Regions from separate parts of the Macaca mulatta genome. Here region 2 is linked to region 1. A link is a contact called in public Hi-C data. All regions are on one chromosome and are shown on one strand. The core of a region is the stretch at or near the end of the contact, and the rest is flanking DNA. Distances in the headings are between cores, read along the strand shown. Region 1 holds the start of OXSM (3-oxoacyl-ACP synthase, mitochondrial). Region 2 holds the start of TOP2B (DNA topoisomerase II beta).

Region 1 (5,760 bases), core at 2,254-4,753:
CTCCAACTTGACTGAAGTGGAGGAAGCAGCCAGGAAAATGAGAGACAAAGTCCCTTATTATAATGGATTCCCTTAATAGCTTTATAAATGGCGGTATTCAAAAGAGATTATAGTTACTCAAGAACTTTAACGGAAGTGTTACTAAAGAGTTATTTGGAAGGACTTAAATTTCAGATGATTTTTTTAAAATGGTGATTTCTATGATTTTATGGACTACATTTTTATCACAATATTAATGCTATGGCATTGGTTTTCGCAAAAGTCATTTGGTGAGATATGCACAAAAAGTGCATGTGTACTCTCAAATATAAGGATAAATGTTGATTTATTCATTCCATAATTCACTTATTCATCATATATTTATGAAGTGACTACTAGTTGCTCAGCACTGTGAAGGAGACAAGTATGGTCCCTACTTTCATAGAAGTCATAAGTTTAGAGCAGTGGTTGGACAAGCAACAGCAGCATCAGCAGGAAACTTGTCAGGAAAACAAATTCTGAAGCTCCATCTTTAAAGGTGGGGCCCAGCAATCTGTGTGATAACAAGCCCTTCAGGTGATTTTGATACACGGGAAACTTTGAGAACTACTAGTTTAGAGGGAGGGAAATTTCATTGAGAGCTGCAGTTTCAGTGAGGGGGGACAATTTGAACAGAGGCCTTAAATTGAGAGGTTGAGAAGGTGAGAAAGGAGAGGACTTGCTAGCTGTGAGAGACTCCCCACCCTCCTTAAATCATGTACAGTATCCTAGTAATGTTTCCTTCTCAACATCTCCTGTATCTCTCCTTGCCATTGCCCTCAGAGCCTCATCGTGTTGCGTCCATTCTTAACTTTCTTCCTTGTGTCCATTTCCACATCCTTCCAATCCACCCTGCTCATTTGTGCAACAGTGATCTTTCTAAAGCAGCCATCTGATCATGTTGTTCTCCTGGTAAAAAGTTTTCTATGGCTCCCTCTACCCACATTCTAAAGTCAAATGGTGTCAGGAACCAGGCTGGTAACTTAAATATTTTAAGTGGCTTTGTTCAAGACAAAGAGGAGTAAGAGAGACTCCGGTGAAGGGAATGAGAGAGTTTACCATGTCCTTTCTAGAGGAGTTTAGAATCAATAAAAGAATGTTGCACTCCAAATTATACCATGGAGGCTAGCATATGCTCTCTGAACTACAGGATTAAATCCAAAGTCCTCAGTATGATACCCCAGGCTTTTGTGACCTGGGCCTGTCTTACTCTCATGCTTTTACTGTTGCTTTGTCCCACACTTCAAATTTGACATGGGCCACATACTTAACTGTTTGTGGAAGATACCATGACACTTCATTTCTCCAGGCCTTTGTTCTACTCTTCCTGCCAGGATGCCCTTTCCCACCCAATTTACTAGACAAATATTCATTTCCAAGATGTAGTTCAAGGATCATTTCTCTGAAGCCTTTTCTGATTTTACAAGGTAGCACAGACCTCATTGTCCCTTTTGTGTTGTAATAGTTCCGCTACAGCACCTGTTTCAGTAGTTTGCACTTACTTGTTTCTAATGGGTTGACCATGAACTTTATTAGACCATGAACTTCTTGAAAGCAAGAGCCATACCTCTACTCATTTTTGCATTCAAACTTCAAGCATCGATAGGAAGAAAATGAATGGTTGTTGACAATACCAAAAGTACAGAGATGAGAAAAGTTAGGGTCAATCAAGACATGTATAGTATGAAAATCAGTTTGCTGGGTGGAAAGCTCAGTAGAGAATGGGAGCCATAACTGGAAAGATAGTTTTGAATCAGATTACAAAGAATTTAAGGCAGACCTAAAAAGTCTTAATAGGAAGGTAGGATAAGCAGAGCCCATTTGAAGATTTTGGTGCAAGAAGACACCATGGGATTGTAGCAGGAAATACGGTACCAAAAACGTAAAGCTATAAAATATCATAAAATTTCCCACCCTTTTCCAGATCAAAGGTGATGAGGTAGATACAAAAATGATGGTCTTTTTACTTTTTTGAAAGATTTTAATTTGTCACCTCTTAGCCAAGATGATTTGTGATATTACAAAAGAAATAGCACATTAAAATTGTATGTTTCATATGAGTTCAGCTTCAGAAAAAATATTGTAGGTATTTTCTCACTATTATTTTAAAGACAGCAATGAAAAGAGATCAAGTTTAGGTACTTACTCATCAAGTGTTAGTTTTTTTATAACACATGTGTTTAATTCTTCTTAAAGTAACTCTATTTGTCACTGGATGAGGATCATACTAGAGGTGACTGGTTAGGCCTGGGACGAAGGTCAAACTGGATTTTGCTTAATTATTTTAAACAAAATAGATTTCCAAACTCATTTAAATCCAGGACCAACCTGGAAAAGCTAAGCTTGACTCACATTCTTCTGTAGGGGTAGGAAAGAATGCAGAGGACTCTACTTGGAAACAATGGCTTCAAGAGGCATTGCCCAGAAAGAAACATAAATATGACTAGAAGGTCCAGATGAAGATTCTATGGTCAACCATTTTTCTAAAGAAGAGCAAGGACTAAACACGCCTGGGATAGCATGTGAAAAACAGATGTTCAATGAATACCATCTTGTCGACTTCTTGCCTTTTTTACTTTTTCATGTTGTATTTTCCCTTTATCGATTTGCAATCCGCTCTGAGCAAAGTTAATGAATTTTTCAGACACTTAGAAACAAATGTCTCCAGTGTTACAATGGGTGTGATATTTTTAAGTATTGTCTCGAATCCGGTGATAATTTTTTTTTTAAGTGAAAGAAGTTTATTAGGAAAGTAAAGGAACAAAGAATGACTACTCCATAAGCAGAGCAGCCTGGTGACAACTTTTAAAAAGTAAAAACTTTACTACAAAAACATTTGTTTATTGTAGAAAAGCTTTATTAAATAAAGCTAAGCAAAAATGAGGGAAAGATCACAATCATTATATATCTTGCAGCTCTTTAAAGAATTATTTTTGAAAAAACGGATATATACTGTTTTGTAACTATGTCTCCTAACAAATAGTCTCAACATCTCATTAATAAATATTCACCCATAGAGTTATTTTAAACGGCTGCATGCCATTTGGATGTACCACAAGATACACAACAAATTTCCTGATGTTGGCCATTTTGGTTAGTTCTACTTTACTCACAATTACTAATAACGTTCCGAGCTATAGCAATAACTTTGTGACTGCAGTCATTTCCTTAATTCTTTCTTACAATTCCAGTAGAATACGATGGTGTCCCTTCTCCGACAAAAAGGAATATTTGGGCATTATCACTGGCAAAGAAAAATGCCTTTTTGATGGGTGAAAATGCTATCTCATCGCGTTATTTGCAGGTCCTTAATTATCGGCGAGTCACTGAGGTTCCGAGAGAAGAGTCTCTGCTAAGGCAAACAGCGACCCAGCCGCCTCCCAAGGTCTGACCTCCGCCAAGGTGACGCGGCGTAAAGTCAACCGGCGGAAGGGGAGTCGAACGGGATGCGTGCGCGGGAGCGCGCATTAGCGTGCGCGTGCGCGTGCGCTCGAGCGCGTCATCGCCTAGGACAGTGGCGAGTGTGTCTGGAGCTGTAAACGTGTTACAGGTATCGCTCGCTACCCTCCTCCTTCGACCCTCCTTTCCTCCTTTACAGTCAAATCAAGTCGGGGTTGAATTTCGAGAGGGAAGTCCGAGGACTTAGGGCCTGATTTCTTTTTCTGTCGCCATGCTTCTTCAGTTGTGTACATGTGTGGTGGTGACTGAGAGGCAGTACAGGGAGTGACTACGCCCTATTACTCCCGCCCCTGGCCTTTGTAGTACCCTTGAAGTGATCCACCAGTCCTAACCCCTCCTTCCACAGATGATTCAATTGGAGAAGTTTAGAGGGGTGGAAAGACTCGCCCCCTTCCCCCAGTCGCAAGCTTGGACACAGAGTCTGTTGCCAACCCACGTATCCAGACGCTCAGTCTAGGGCTCTTGGCCCTGGGTGGCGTTTTGAAAAGGCTCGTTATCCTTAATTATTAAAGATTGATAAAGCCCACTTACTTAAGATAATATGCCCTGAAATGTGTTTTCTGTGCCACTGACACCAGAAATGCTATTTAGAAGAAGTTATCAGTAATCCTGACAAAGGATGCTTCCTGCAACTCATATCAGGCTGGAGGTGCCTTTATATTTTTCATTGAATTACTGTTTTGGTGAATCGAATGAATCATCAATTCATTTATTTGTCTTCAAATGTCTGAGGGCACTTACAGTCTAGAAAAGGAGATAAGTTTAAACAGGTAGTTTGATGTTAAGGTATAAATTGAAATTATGTAACATTTTCCCTGTGTTCGTTAGCAGCTCATATCAAGCACCCAAAGGAACACCTTGGATGTCTTTCCTTAGGCCCTTAAGCTATATAAAAGAATACCTCCTGGGTGTGTTGTGGTCTTTTACAGGAATGTGTTTCTGATCATCTGAATCTCAATCATGTCCAATTGCCTGCAAAATTTCCTGAAAATTACAAGCACTCGTCTTCTGTGTTCAAGATTATGCCAACAGGTAACAAGAAGTAAAAGGAAGTTTTTCGGAACTGAGCCAATAAACAGATTGCATAGGCGAGTTGTCATTACCGGTATTGGCTTAGTGACTCCTCTTGGTGTTGGAACTCACTTGGTTTGGGATCGTCTTATCGCAGGAAAGAGTGGAATTGTTTCACTGGTTGGTGAAGAGTATAAGAGTATCCCTTGCAGTGTTGCTGCTTATGTGCCAAGAGGCAGTGATGAAGGTCAGTTCAATGAACAAAACTTTGTGTCCAAATCAGATATCAAGTCCATGTCTTCTCCCACCATCATGGCCATTGGGGCTGCAGAATTAGCCATGAAGGATTCTGGCTGGCATCCTCAGTCAGAAGCTGATCAAGTGGCTACTGGTGTTGCAATTGGCATGGGAATGATTCCTCTTGAAGTTGTTTCTGAAACTGCTTTGAATTTTCAGACAAAAGGTTACAATAGAGTTAGCCCATTTTTTGTCCCTAAGATTCTGATCAATATGGCAGCAGGCCAGGTCAGCATTCGATATAAACTCAAGGGCCCAAATCATGCAGTATCCACAGCCTGTACCACAGGAGCTCATGCTGTGGGAGACTCTTTTAGATTTATAGCCCGTGGTGATGCTGATGTGATGGTGGCTGGAGGTACAGATTCTTGTATTAGCCCTTTATCTCTTGCTGGGTTTTCCAGAGCCCGGGCTCTGAGCACAAACTCAGATCCCAAGTTGGCCTGTCGACCATTTCATCCAAAGAGAGATGGTTTTGTAATGGGAGAAGGTGCAGCTGTGCTGGTGCTGGAAGAATATGAACATGCTGTTCAAAGAAGAGCCCGGATCTATGCAGAAGTTTTGGGCTATGGACTCTCAGGTGATGCTGGTCACATAACTGCCCCTGATCCTGAAGGAGAAGGTGCCTTAAGGTAAAAATGGGTTTTTTCCTTCAAAATATTTCTCCAAATAAGACACTTTAATGGGAGTCCCAAATTAGGGAAAATTGTAGTGTCTGTCCTTGGTGTACCGAATCTCTATTGTTTTAATTTTTAGACTAAACAAGATTATTTAATTCTTTGCTTAAGATATTTGAAGTATTTCAAAGCATTTGAACATCCTTACAAAATTGCATTTGAGTTAAAACCAGTGGAGTTGCGAAAAAGACCATGTGTGCCTTTGCCAACTTTTCACGCCTCCATTTGTGCTTAAGCATCAGTGTGCTCCCTCACAAAGTCCTCTTCTTTGACCCTTCATCAGACTTGGAAAGTAAAG
Region 2 (5,760 bases), core at 2,106-4,605, 130 kb before region 1:
CTTCAAAAGAATGAGAAGGGATAAAGTGGGTGGTCTTAGATTGATAATTTTTTTTTTCTTTTTTTTTTACGAGACAAGAGTTTCGCTCTTGATGCCCAGGCTCGAGTGCAATGACATGAGCTCAGCTCACTGCAACCTCCGCCTCCCAGGTTCGTGATTCTCCTGCCTCAGCCTCCCGAGTGGCTGGGATTACAGGCATGCACAACCAGCCCGGCTAATTTTGTATTTTTAGTAGAGACAGGGTTTTTCCATGTGGGTCAGGCTGGTCTTGAACTTCTAACCTCAGGTGATCTGCCTGCCTCGGCCTCCCAAAGTTCTGGGATTACAGGCGTGAGCCACCGCACCCAGCAGGTTGATAATTACTGAAGCTTAAGGCTAAATAGAAGGAAGCCTGTTATACTATTCTGGTTACCACTTTTTGAGATGCTTAACATTTTCCATTACAATTTTTTTTTAATCTACCAAGTTAGAATATTGTTGGGAAAAGGATCAAGTCATATAACTATATTCTAATATTTCCACAAATGTATTTGCTACAATCAATTATGATACAAGACTGACAGAATGAACCAGACTATTACTGTCTACTAATCAAAGCTTTACAAAGAATTAATTCAAAAAACCCTGCTGGCTTAAGAGAAGCCTTTGTAACTGCTATACATTTTAAATCAAAATAGCTTTGCCATGTTTGTATTTTTTACTTTTTTTAATTATAAAAAATTCTGGTTGAGATACTACTACAAATTAAACACAAACCAAATGAATTATTAAAAGAAATTAATGCCAGTCCTAAAACCACTTGGCTTTGTGGTTTCAGATATTGAAAGGTAAATTTTCAAGCAATGACAACATTAACAACACATGCTGGCATGCATCCCAACAGTAGTTAATATCAGCAACACATGGCATACAACCCCCTCCACCCAGAAGAAAGAAATCAGGGGCTAATTCTATTTTTATTTCTTCCTGTTATCCACACGCAGGTGGCAACATAACACTAGCTTCAATAAAGCAGACGAAGTTACCTTTCTCAAAATAGATGACCACTGCAATAAAGCCCCAACTCATGCACAGGAAAAATTAATTTGCTTTTACCCTAGCTAAAAGATATTTTATGTCAAATCAACTGCAATTATTATTTGAGTGTGCATTTCTTGAAGTTCACCAATAACAACATTCAATAAGCCCAGCACTGTGCTACATACGTTATCTCATTTCATTCTCAATGCAACCTTATTTGACAGATTAAAAAAACAGGCTTAGAAAGGTAAAGTTCCTTGGGAAAAGTCCAACTAAATGTGTTGGAGAGACAGTATCTGAACCTACATCAGCCTGATGTCAAAGCCCATAACTACCTCACTATATTGCCTCCCATAAAATCAAATCAGTCTATGATCAATGGTGTATATTATGGACATAAAGATGCTCATATAACCTAACTGAAATTTAGAGTAAGCATCAACTCTTAAAGAAGATTTATAGGAGTGATTATCTTTTTAATAAACTTCTAATTCCATAAGATATACTCTATAAATAAAAGACTAAGTGATCTTCACTTCTCTTTATTTTACTGCATTTCCCATATTTTCCATAATCCACTTTATAATGAAAATTCCTTTAATCAATAAGTCAATTTCAGTTTCAAATGGATTTTTCTATGTTGAATGAGATCCTCCAAGTTTTGCTAAATTTATTAGCAATGAGTTTCCTATGGAGCTTGAAAGAAATAAATTGTTATTTAATTATCTACAAAATTATACAACAGGAAATTAAAGTACTGCTATCAAATGTTAAAGCCAACAATCTACTATGGAGCAAAACGTTTACTGTTATAGAACCAGAGGTCTTCAGAAGAAACACCGATCAGGCCTCAACACTTCCAAGTAGTGAATGAGAACTTACAATACCATTTGGCTGTCTCAGTCAGTTTTCCGATGTCTGATTTTAGTGACGGGTAAAAGCCATTAATTCTGAAAAGTCATTCTTTTGCATGTATCTGTCCATCTCCTCCTTCCTCTCACATACCCTCTTACTGCAAAGTCCACATGGACCACTTAGCATCTGACATTTTCTCTCCTGGCTCTAGTCCCTTCATACTTTCATTCTACATAACTGGTGTAATATACAACATTCAGAGAATTGCAACAATAAAAGCCTGGCAAGTTATTTTGCAATGTACCCTGGCACGCAAACATAAGTGATTAAAATGTTTTGCTGCTGTCACTAACACCCTTTTTATAAGAAGCAGTTATCAATATAGCACAAATTGCTACTCAACTCACCTAAACCTCACCCAAACAAAGAGAAAATGAATTAAGTAACAAAAATGCCTATATGAAAGCTTCCTTGAGGTATTTAAAACAGGCAAGGGGGAACAGACCGTCAAAAGTCCAGAAAAACGTAACATTTTTTACTTTTCTCCGAAATACCTAGATTTTCTGTATAGGAAATGACCCTGGTCTGAACTCCACGCTGAGCAAGTGAAACGCCGGTGAATTATCGATCTGTCGTGGGAATCCGGTCTCCCTTCCTCCTTCCGCTGCAGCTACTTCTACTTCCCAGCAGGAACTGAGCGTCGAAATCCTTTAACTCCAAGACTAAGCACTGCAGTTACCTCTCCGGGACACCCATTCAGCCCCCACCCCGTTACACCTGCGATGCTGACGTAGGCAAGCACTTCTTTTAATAATCTCACCCTGACAGAGTGAAGACCTACAGTATTAACTGCTGTAAAAGTCATCCCAACTGCGCTCTCAACTGAATGAGACTTTCCAAATCGAAGTGCAAGTTGCTGTAGAAGCCCCAGTGCATTCTTCTTTGAGAGATTAAAGCCCCAGAAAGGGCTGCATTTAAAATACACACACACCCCTTTTCCCAGGGTTTTCTTAAACTACATTTGGAGAAAATGCTGCCCCACACAGACACACTTGCCTTATCACCTTCCCCACCATTTCAGGCCCGGCTGCCCCGGAAGAGTCTGGTTAAAAGGAAAAGAGAGGAAGCGGGGGCTGTATGTTACGTTCGCGATTTTGTACCCCCAGAGTTTCAAGTACACATTACGCTCTGGCAGTCAGGGATTCCAGAGAGGCACAGAGAAAAAAGAAAGAAAAGGCGCGGGGAGCCGGCTGGAGGATTCTGCAAGCACAGGCCCCGATGGAGCGCCCGTTCCGGAGATGGGATTTCCCTCCCTTTCCCCTCCCCCGCCCGTTCGGACCCGCGGAATTCCGCCCCCGCCGCGAGCCCGGAACAATGCAGCCGCCCATCCCGGGGACCCGTCACTTACCACCCAGGTCAGTGCACCGTTGCCGCCGCCCACGCCGGCTCCCGCGCCGCAGCCACCGGACTTGGCCATGGCGAGTGCCTCCAGCTCACAGGCCCCGAGGCCGCAGCCGCCGCTCCCGCCTCCCTGCGGGCCGCTAGGCCCAGCCGCTCCGCACCCACCGCTCCACTCGCCGCACTCCTAGCCGCGCCGACCCCCGCGCCCCATCGCGAAGACCCGGAGCGGACGTCCAGCCGAGCCCGCTGAGGAGGCCGCGCCGCCGGCTGCCCTCAAACTCGAGGCGCGGCGTCCGCGTCGCCCGGGCCTAGCGTGGCGGCTGGGGAAGAGAAAGCTGGGAGCGACCGGCGACCGCCGAGCGGCGGCGCTGCCTTCTCGCCCGCCCGCGGGCGCCGCTGCAGGCCGGGCTGAAGCCCAGGCGTGCGAGCCGCGAGGGCGGCCGGGGAGCCGGAGGCGCTCGGACGTGGCGAGGACGCAGAGGTGCCTTGTCCTTCTCACACTCCGCGAAGGCCAGCCGCTCGAGTCGCCAGAGTAGTCGTCTCGGTCGCCGCCGCTGCTTCAAAGGCCACCTTAGTCAGCCTCCCTGCAGCCCCGGTTTCCTCATACACACACACCGAGAGGGACAATAAACAGAGCCGCCGCCGCCGCCACGGTCACCTCCCTCTTGTCCGGCATAACACCGCACACACACATTTGCACACCGGGAAGAGAGGGAGGGCGCGGCGGCCGCCCCCGCTGTCAGTCAGCGCCATGCTGTCCAATCGGGGCCTTGTCGCCACAGCCTCTCGACCAATCCCAAAATTCCAAGCCCCCTGGAGGGGCGGGACCCGAGGGGAAAACGTCATTGCGGGTAGCAACCGAAAGGAAGACTTGGGGTTTTTGTTTGTGTGTGTGTCTGTGGGTTTTCCATTTGAAGGGAGAGCAGGGGCTGCTGTCAAGGGTCAATTGAGGGCGGCAAAGGGAAAGGGTCGAATTGGCCTCGGGTCGATTGTAATCCTCCAAGCGTGCTGTTTACTCTGAGACCTAACCGGGAAGCCGAAGCGTTTCTTTGCCTGGGGCCTCTAAGGATGAGGATGGGGGCGGGGGTGGGAGTGGGCGTGGGGGTGGCAGGAAGCAGCCGGGGGCCGTCCCAAAGGGAAATTATTTTTAAAGAGCGGTTGTAAACCGCAGGCAAGACGTTGTAGACCACTGGTGCAAGGAGGCCCCGTGACCCGGTCTCCCCAAGGGCCTAAGTGGACGCTGCTGTCAAAAACAAATCATCTCAGACCTTCTCCATCTCCGTCCTCCCTCTCCTCCCCTCACCCCAAAAGAGGATATAGTCAGTTTCAAGAAAACTACACATGAAAAGCTTAAATGATAAGGGACACACAGAGAACGTTCTAGGGAATGAATGCAGGGTGGGTTGAGTGTTCTATTTCTACTCTTTGTTGACCTTTCTTCTCTGAACAATGCGGAGATGTCACTGTCACTTTTCTCATGTGTCCAGAACTGTGCCCCCTGCCTCTAAGAGGGCAGGCTTAATTTTTAAAACCGCTTTCAGTGGAATTTTCAAATGCACAGTAAAGAATAATTTCATTCACATTAAAGCTTTCTAAGAATGAAAATTACCGATACAGCAACACCACAGTCTTTGGCAGATAGAAGATGGCTTTACTTCTTCCTGTTTTTCAGTGTAATTCCACTCAAGTATTTATTGGGCGCACACTCTGCCACGCTGTGCCAGGCTCTGCGATGGGTTCAAAATAAAAACAGGGCCCCTGATTTCAAACCATTTATAACCTGGCTTGTGAGACAGACTAAAAAGGAGCCAACGATCACCAAAATGAGAACTTGAAGGCATGAAGTGCCACCAAAGAGTTGCGATGAGAGCTTTTTTAAAGGTGGAAACAGTATTACTGTTTTTTGAAGAGGTGTTTTTGTGAACTTCCAACTGTGCATTTCCTCTCAAGGGAAAACAAAAATGTCCCGGGTCACATCTTTAAACTGCGTTCTGAGTCTAGAGGTGGAGAACTCTGAAACATGGAAATAATTTAAACACAGTTTTTTTAAATTAGCTCTCTGATGGCCATGTAACTTTGCCATACGAGGGACTTCAGAACAGTGAAGTCTTTACCTTGAACTTGGGGTGCAAACTTTTCTGAACCTGACCAAGTACCGATAGCCTTGTTATTTAACTTCCCTGAGCCTCAGTTTAGTGCTTGTTAAAATGATCTTGTGTTCTTACTGTGAGTTTGCATCTCCAAGTACACATGTATTTTGTTTGAAAAGGGGTCAATGTTAAAGGCAATGAGTTTTTTAATGAAGAGTATTAGGTAGAAGCTAAGCTATAAAATATATAGCTGTCTCCTTTTTTAAACTTAAGTTGTCAAAGCTCTTTATCTTCAGTTTTTTGTTGTTATTGTTTTTAGAGACAGAGTCTTGCTCTGTCACCCAGGTGGGAGTGCAGTGGCACAATCTTGGCTCACTGCACCCTCCGCCTCCCA

The links. Hi-C and Micro-C count contacts between places; a contact is called where the count stands out from the background.
Region 2: a contact with region 1 is called in a Hi-C map of liver, with 3 times the contacts expected there. The contact joins the promoter of TOP2B here to the promoter of OXSM in region 1. A contact is called at or near these places in 4 of 14 Hi-C or Micro-C datasets (CD4 T cells, fetal cortex germinal zone, fetal cortical plate and 1 more).

The regions. Positions count from the first base shown.
Region 1 is chr2:22,683,015-22,688,774 of T2T-MMU8v2.0, reverse strand. It overlaps OXSM (3-oxoacyl-ACP synthase, mitochondrial), which reads left to right and starts at 3,503. Exons shown (of 3, transcript XM_001091681.5): 1 at 3,503-3,568; 2 at 4,407-5,417. The coding sequence starts at 4,438.
Region 2 is chr2:22,809,657-22,815,416 of T2T-MMU8v2.0, reverse strand. TOP2B (DNA topoisomerase II beta) reads right to left here and starts at 3,355. Exons shown (of 36, transcript NM_001265701.1): 1 at 3,284-3,355. The coding sequence starts at 3,352.